2 separate regions of the Drosophila melanogaster genome follow, and region 2 is linked to region 1. A link is a contact called in public Hi-C data. All regions are on one chromosome and are shown on one strand. The core of a region is the stretch at or near the end of the contact, and the rest is flanking DNA. Distances in the headings are between cores, read along the strand shown. Region 1 overlaps B4 (B4,). Region 2 overlaps kuz (kuzbanian).

Region 1 (3,966 bases), core at 151-2,650:
TGAATACTCTTATATCTCTAAGAATTTAATCGACAGATTTGTACACATCATAAATCATATGTATGTGCATATATCACTAAGAGGTAACAGCTGGTGCTTAGACTATTCTCCCAAGTGTTTTGAAACACAAGTGTTCCGAAAGGAGGGAAAAAACATGATGAACACTCCGGATACAAAAGAGTCCACACACATTTTATTTTATAGCATATGCACATCTGCTTCCGACTATAAGTACTTTTATACTGTACGTATATATATACATACATATGTACATACATATGTGCTTACAAACATATGTACAGAATTTTGCAGATCGTTCAACTCAATTTTGATAGTTTCAATAGAAAAGCTTGGCATAGCAACCCCGAAAAATCATACATTGTATGTAGATCGTTTGTTATGCCTCGTCATGCTTACGAAATTACACTGAACAAGTTTTCCATTTTACTAAAAATATGTATTCAATTTGTTAAAATGAGGGATTTTTTAAAAACATCTTTTTTTATGAAGTATGTTTTTATGACTCACTCACTTTGGAAGCTTAGAACATAATCTCTGGAGCTCTTGAGCTGAATAGAATATCATCCTTTTAGTGAGACAATTGTGAAATTGTCTGCGGTGTATAGCCACATGCTGAAACGTTTGCAACACTGTTTTTAGGTTTTTTGGCTTGATGCCTTCTGGCATTTAATTCCCCCGGTCGAATGGTTTGCCAACATTATGACAAAGTTATGATACTCTTTCCTGGGAAAGTACATAAAAAGAGCCAGGCCACCACGAAAGGAAAACAAAGCAGCAAATAAAGCAAAACACCAACAAATACCAAAAAACGTGCTGAACAATGAGTGCTACGAGTGGGGAAACAGTGGTGGGGTTTGTGGGGGTTTCGGATTGATTCCCAGTAAAAATCAATACCGATCTATGTATGTACATACATATGTATTTAGCTACCACACATTGCATAAACTGCAATATCTTTATATACAAATATTTATATTTGACCACTTAATAGCAATTTATTAAAGTGTGATCGATTGTTGATAAACTGATTAACTTTGAATCGTTCTGCGCATCCCCAAATTAAATTATCTATGGGTGCCCATGCGAGTTTAAAGACGGCACCCTCCCTCGCTAGCCCCATCTCTTTCGCTCCGCTATCCATCTCGCTCGCTCTTCTAACAATCGCACCGATTACGCTGTCGCATAACGTTTGAAGATGACGCGCGGTTGTTGTTTTTGCTGCCAACGCCAGACGAACTGGCTCTGCTTTCTACGCTGTTGCACGAGTAGTGGGTGGTGGCTGGGGGGCGGCGAAGTGGGCGGCGGGCGGTCGACAATCGAAAAGGTGCGGCGACATTGAACAAGCCAAGGAACGAACGGGCGAGTGAGCGAGCGAGGGAGCGAGAGAGCCAAGTTTCTGATAACGTCGTCATCGTCATCGCAATTTTAATTTATGCACAACACACGCACATCCATCTCACACACACAGGCACACAGCAACCATCTCAATTACGATGGAGATTTTTTTTTTTTGCTAAAGCTCAACATCTTTTTACACATTTTGCAATTGTTGTTGTTACGCTTGGATTTGGGGTATATGAACTCTGCGAAAAGGTTTGCACAGCTGCTAATTTAGTTGATCATTTGATTAGGGCAACAATAAAAAGAAACTTAAACGCATAAATATTAGAATAGAAAAGATTAACTACAAAATTCGTGAAACTAAAACTAAAGTAAATTTATACAAATCAATTAAAGTGAATATCTTTGAAAAATAGCTTTCTAGGAAGCACTATATCTTATTTTAATTTGTCATCCAGTAGCCTTTTGTGAAATAAGAAATTGTTCACGGTAATGTTCATTCTTCTGAAATACGGATGATTCAGAAATGCATAAACTAAAACTGGGGGTGACACAACTCCCCGATATAAGGTACTCTACTATGCCCAAACCACACTCAATAAATAAGTAGGTAGTCTAATAATAAGGCAAAAATATTTGCCAAACAAAATTGAGCAGCTCGGCAAATATTATTTTGCCGATAATTGTGAGAGTGTGCAGCTGTCAGATTGAGGCCACTGTGCGAATTCGAGTTGCGCTGGCCGCGACGCCACTTATGTAAACGCTGCCCACTGTGCGCGCATTTTGTGCTCTCCGTTGTTTTTCTCTCACGCTTTTCTCTCTCTCTCTCTTCCTCTCTCTCTGTGGCTCTCTCGTTACAGCAGCAGCAGCAACGATCGAGGAGGGCGCCGCTGCAGTCGGACAAGTCTGCTCAGTTGGTCGCTGAAAATCGGCATCGCGAGACGTACCGAGTTGGAATACATTCGTTTCGACGGCGGCGACGCGTCCGCTCGTTGCAGTGGCGCATTCATTTTTTTTTTTCGGTTTGATTGATTGCGATTATGAACGAGACCTTAAAGCTGTCCGGACTCGGAATGCAGCGCACCAATATCGAGCTCGAGCGGCAGAGGCACCTGGCCAACTGGCTGATGAACAGTAGACCGCACATGCCCGGCGGACCAGCAGCAGCAACAACAACATCAGCGGCAGCAGCAACAACACCCACTGCATCAGCCACAAAGGGCGCAACAACAACAACAGCTACAACTACAAATCCTGGCTCCACAGTGGGTGGAGCAGGCGCTGGCCCAGTGGGCGGCAACGGGGTCGCAACAGCAGCAGCAGCGGGCGCACCCAGCAACAGCGTCGCAGCTGCAGCAGCAGCTGCATGTAACGGTAAGCTTAGCGCGAAGAGTGGAAGTGGGTGCGGAGGAGGGGTGGTGGGGAAGGTTGACAAGGCACGCGCTTCAAGCGAGCGTGAGAGAGAGAGAGGAGAGAGCGGGAGAGCGCAATGGGTAATTGTTTGCTCAATGACGTCGCCTTTGCTTTTATTTTGTAAATGCTCTGCATTTAGGGTATGGTAATTCAGATCATCCTTATATACACTTAATAATCCTGCGAAGGGAATTGAATGTACTAAAAAGATAAGACCTAATACACTCAAAAAATGATTAAACTGAAGACTTAATTTACACCATTTCGAAAATGAAAATGTTTTTGCGTTGATTCCTTTAGGAAGTTTGATAAATACAACTTTATGAGACTGAAACAGTAGTGGCACTAACTATTTTCACACAATACAGTATGGTAATTACGAGCAATTGGTTGCTGCTGTAAAATAATGAATTTAATTTTTTACAACAAGCACCCAATTATTTAAAAATGAGTGTATTTTCTACGTCATTTTCCGTAAAAGGTGCGCCGTTACAAGATTTTACAGCACGTAATAAAAGATCCAAGTTTACAACTACAGGTAAACTTCAGTAAGTGAAACTAATGATTTGAAAATGGATTTGTGCAATATATTAACGAAGTTGTAATCAATTTCAATGGTGGTGTTATACGAAAAAAGTTCAAAAGAGATTGCAGTATGATTTAAAGTTCTTGATTATCGAATTTGCATCTAAATTAATTAATTTGATAGCCAACTGTACTGGTCTTTGGGATAAGCGAATCCAAATCGTATAAATATTTATTTTTGTGCAAATCGAATTCGAGCAGAACGTTTAAAAGTGAAAACCGAAACATGTGCTATTTTTATGGCCAGCTAGTTTGGATGGAATACCAATCAACACTCTGAACAATAAAGAGATGAAGTGATTAACATTACTCACTTAAATTTTAAAATATATGGTTGATAAGATGACCTAGAAAGACTTATTTTTGTCTACCCATTCAAAAATATGAATGGTTCTAAAGAAATCTCGACCATTAAAGACTAAGATGTGTAGATTAAGTCATATTGTTGATAAGTATGTGTATCTGCGGTAAATTCCGGAAAGGGTAAGATCAGAAGAAGGGTTTTTAGATTGGATTGAAAGGGTACAACAGTTTCGTTACCAGAAGTAGTTTTTTTTTTGTCTAACTGGTGGTTGTGTTGTCTGTATGGGGATTTCTTTTCGCAAA
Region 2 (4,307 bases), core at 1,552-4,051, 100 kb before region 1:
CACATTAGATGAAGAGCAAGATGCTATTCAGCATCATTCCCCTTCCATATCGGACGATTATGATGACAGATTGCTTCATTGTGATATATCGGCAATAAGAACGCAATTCGCAGACATGTTGCGTTTCGGCAAAGCAATCAAAGTGGCATGCAACACAAATGTGCAATCTAGTTGCAACCCCATACCGAAAATAGCTGCTGAAAAATAAAAGCGATCCACCCCAACACCACGTTGAAGTGACAGAGCAACACACAATGTCATGGCTGGGAACTTTCATCAGGTGTGTTTGTCTGCCAATAGAATGATGGCGATGATGATGATGATGGTACAGGTAGGTACCCAGTACCACCAGCTAGACAAAAAAGCCATTAAAAGCGACTTAAATGTTGCGAAATGTTTTCACGCTCTCTGATCTGAACTGCACTCGCAGCAATCCGGCGGAAAACTGAAGGTGAGCTCTCTTAGGTGGTGGGTATAAAGGTGTTGTGACGTGCGTTGTTTATGGCACCTTTTCATTTGCCCAAAACATTTATTAAATTTTAAAATCTAATTTAAATTTTCACGCCACATAGACTGAGCAGCAACAGCAACACGAACAACAACTGTGCATAACATCAAACAAAAGGGGTACGAGCAACTAAACCAAACGAAGTGTATCACAAGAAGCCATCGCGAGGAGAATGAGTCAGACTGACGACTCGGATGCTAAAAGAGGGCAGAGGGCATCCATAGAAGCGACATTATGGATAAATCCGGAGTGGTGGAGGGTAGTCATCCTGATGAGTCGAGGGCAGCAGCACGGAACTGAACATAGCAGCATGGAATGCATACTAAGTGTGATATTAAAGAGGGCTTTGCAACAAAGATTAGTTTAATAGAGCTTAGCCAAATACATTTGGGTAATTAAACAAGTTTAAGGTTTTTAAAAATAAACCAAAAAGTCTTAAATATAATTTGCAAGAGCTCAGCTTCACTTGATTCTGACTGACAATACAAAATACAAAACTCCGTCCGTGTTTAAGGACAAAAACACGAGGCATGAGTTTGACCAAACATGAAATATGAAAAGTTGCCATGTTGCATATCAGCGATTCATTATGCTGGGACAAATGTCAATTAAAAGTAAAGCGTAAAAATAATAAACACTGTGTACACTGGACATTGTCATTTCAGAGGTGGTGGTGGTGTGGTGCTCATAAAAACGGTTCGGCGTGCTTATAAAAAGTAAAAGACCCACCCCCACCAAACATTATTTTTTGCCGGCGGTATGAGGTGGGGCATAAAAAGTTAGTCATGCGAGATTTTTGGTAGTTGTCGTTGTCGCCGGTTGTTGTCCGCCGCCATTCTGCGTTGGTCAGCTCTGCGAAACCCCATAAAACTGCACAACTTCAATTAATTTTCACATATGGCGATATGGTGGGTGGTGGACTGTGAGTTGAGGAGGTGGTGGGGGAACAATGTGCCACGCACATGGGCCAGCGGTCAACGGCAGTAGCAGCTGACTGTGAACCCAGTTCAGTGAATTCAATTAACCGCAATTTCCATACCAGCGATGCGGGGAGCGGGGTGTGCCCGCTCCTCTATCAAATGCAATTGTTGTGCGGTTGGCAAACAACAATTTTCAGACAACTGACAAAAAACATAAAAGATAGAAGTACAAAAGTTTGCAGAGTACAAATTTTTCTCATGTCAGCTAAAAAAAAAAAAACAAAGCATTAAACAAAATGTGAGCACTCATACATAACGACTCTGAAGTATGAAAATAATTAAAATTTAATATGCATTCTGTACAGTTGAAAAATAAAACATATGAATGTTTATCTGACAGTTTTTACATTCGGCTCTTGTTGCCTTTCGTAATTTGTCACTTCTAATTGCAATTTGTGTGTGTCTGAATCTGTATCCGTATCTGCGTTTGTATCTGTATCTGTGTGCACTTGATTTTTGTTGACTTTCGCATTGTAATTATGCGGTCAGATTTGAATTGAGATTCAGCAGCAACTAACGATGCAGATGACCCATTTCTGGTGAGCTGCTTTGTAATTAGCTCGTCCAGTTCAGTTGCCGCCCTTTCAGTGTAATAGACAGGAAACCGACTGCGATTGCTGGCTAGTTGATTTGCATGCTCGAAATCGTATTTGATTGGAAATGTTCGTTGCACATTCCATTGCCAATTGAGGAGTAGGGGCAGCATTATTATGGTTAAATTATAAGCGGATCTTATGTTGTAGAAAGGAGGGAAGTGGCTTGTTAATCGGAATTTGGCATGAGGGAAATGAACTCCAGGACGGCTTCTTCATTGGAAAATTCTAAACCCCCTACCACACAGTACTAGCAGTAATAAAATATTTAGCAATCACTACATACTAGATGGTATGGTGGCATGTTACATAATTGGGTTTATGCGGCATAGTTACAATACTGTTTGAAAATGTAAGGTACTTGGGTTTTAATTCATATGATTAATTAAAGTAAATTGCAGTAAACACCCTGTATTTATATGAAATAAGAATGAGTCAGAGCACTAAATATCTCCAACTTGATAAAGCAACTACAAAATAAAAGACAGTCTGTGAACATTGTGCTGCAGCAACACCCGTTCTAACAAACAACTGCTGACCGCAGAGACTGAAAAATTGCGGGCGACTTTGTCGGTGACCGCGAGTTGAATGACCAACGGTAACTTAATAGAAGTTGACACATGTCGCCACGCATGCAAAATGGATTCATCCAACCGCAGCCGGGCGGGCAGCAGATTGGAAGGGGTCATCCACCCACTCCGCTGGAGCAGATCCACCGCTCTGACTGTGACCACTGGCGCACAATCGCAATCACAGGGCGAGGCCATTGTGCTCAAACGCATTTGATTTCAATATCCATCTGCCCCTTTCATGGCCACTTCAGCCGGCAGCGTTGCCAATTAACATGGCCGTCGGTTGCCTTCTGTGCTGCAGTCTGACTCCAATCCGATTTGTTAAAAAAAAAATAAGAACGACGTAGAAAGCGCTAGAGTCTAGACTAGTTGTGTTATGAGACCATAAGATACCCTGTATTTATGTGCAACCGAGTCCAGGGTTTAAGTAATAGTTAAATGTATAAATAACATAATATCATATATAATATAATATAATATAATATAATATAATATACTAAGTGAATATACAAACACCCCAAAATACCCCACACTCCAAGAGTATCAAAAGAACTACACAAAAAACGAAAAATTGAGGAAAATAGAACTTCCGGCTATGACTGTCGCATGTCAATTTGGACACAGTTCTTTTTTTTTTTTTTTTGGTGAATGTTATCCATTGCTCCCTTATCACAAGAACTATGTGGCAAGGCCGGTAGGGAGGCGGGTGAAGTTGCTTGTGCAACGTAGCATGAAATTTGTTTGTTTACAATTGCAAACTCCACTCCATGCTGCTGTGCAAAGCGCCTCCTTCCATTGGCTTTCGTTGCCGCTGCTATCAAATACCGGAAATTATTGTATGTTATGCCAACGTCAACATTGCCCCCGCGGCATCATCGTTATCGAAACGCGGCGTAAATCCTGTATTTATGTATTTTTGGCTGCTTATTTCATGCATCGTTGACTGATACATATTCATAGCAACACGATCCAGCACAGCACTGTATAAAATTGTATTCAATTACTCAGCCAGTTTTCGTTGGAATTTTGTTGCACGAAATATCTTCAAAATTTAAAAGGATAAGTTGTTCGCCCTTAGAACGGCACAAGAATGAAAGCAAAACTAATGAATAGAACTTTTTGCCTTCCAACTTTCAGATTCTGTAATGGTTGCTCATTTATCAAAGAAATAAAAGAACAACAGCAGCTCATTAAGCGCTAAGCTATGTAGTTAAAAATTCCGATTTATTTAAAGTTTCAACAGCCGCAATTACTGCTAATTTTTTTTTTGTGCCAAAGCCCAGTTTTAAACAATATGAAATGGATCGAGTTGAAAACATCTGCGTGTCAATGACATTTATGCGCCAATAAGTTCGCAGTTCAGCAAAAGTTAATGGGCATCCTGGCCAAAACGAAGGAGTGAGTCGAGTGCGGGGCAGCTGTTGTGCGATAGAGGCATTTTTCTATAAATTTGCATAGTGTTATAGCAAGTGCAATCAAATAGTCGTAAATAAATGTGAGCCGCATTGCATTTATGGCAGTTGCAGCGACTGCACATAAAGTTCCCACAGCCATGGTCAATGCACTCGAGAGCCCGAAGGATAACCGGAAAACTGGGTGGGGGAGGGGGTGGGGTAGTGCCATGAAATGGAAAGAGGGGTTTGCAGGATGTGAG

The links. Hi-C and Micro-C count contacts between places; a contact is called where the count stands out from the background.
Region 2: a contact with region 1 is called in a Hi-C map of the Kc167 cell line, with 1.9 times the contacts expected there. A contact is called at or near these places in 5 of 107 Hi-C or Micro-C datasets (the Clone 8 cell line, the D17-c3 cell line, the Kc167 cell line and 2 more) and 2 of 7 datasets of targeted methods (both in the Kc167 cell line).

The regions. Positions count from the first base shown.
Region 1 is chr2L:13,511,730-13,515,695 of dm6, reverse strand. It overlaps B4 (B4,), which reads left to right. Exons shown (of 7, transcript NM_001273516.1): 4 at 2,223-2,736. The coding sequence starts at 2,403. Among named protein-coding and RNA genes, the nearest start is that of CG33640, 14 kb to the left of the region's middle.
Region 2 is chr2L:13,614,230-13,618,536 of dm6, reverse strand. All of the region lies in intron 5 of kuz (kuzbanian), which reads right to left. Among named protein-coding and RNA genes, the nearest start is that of mir-2489, 6.4 kb to the right of the region's middle.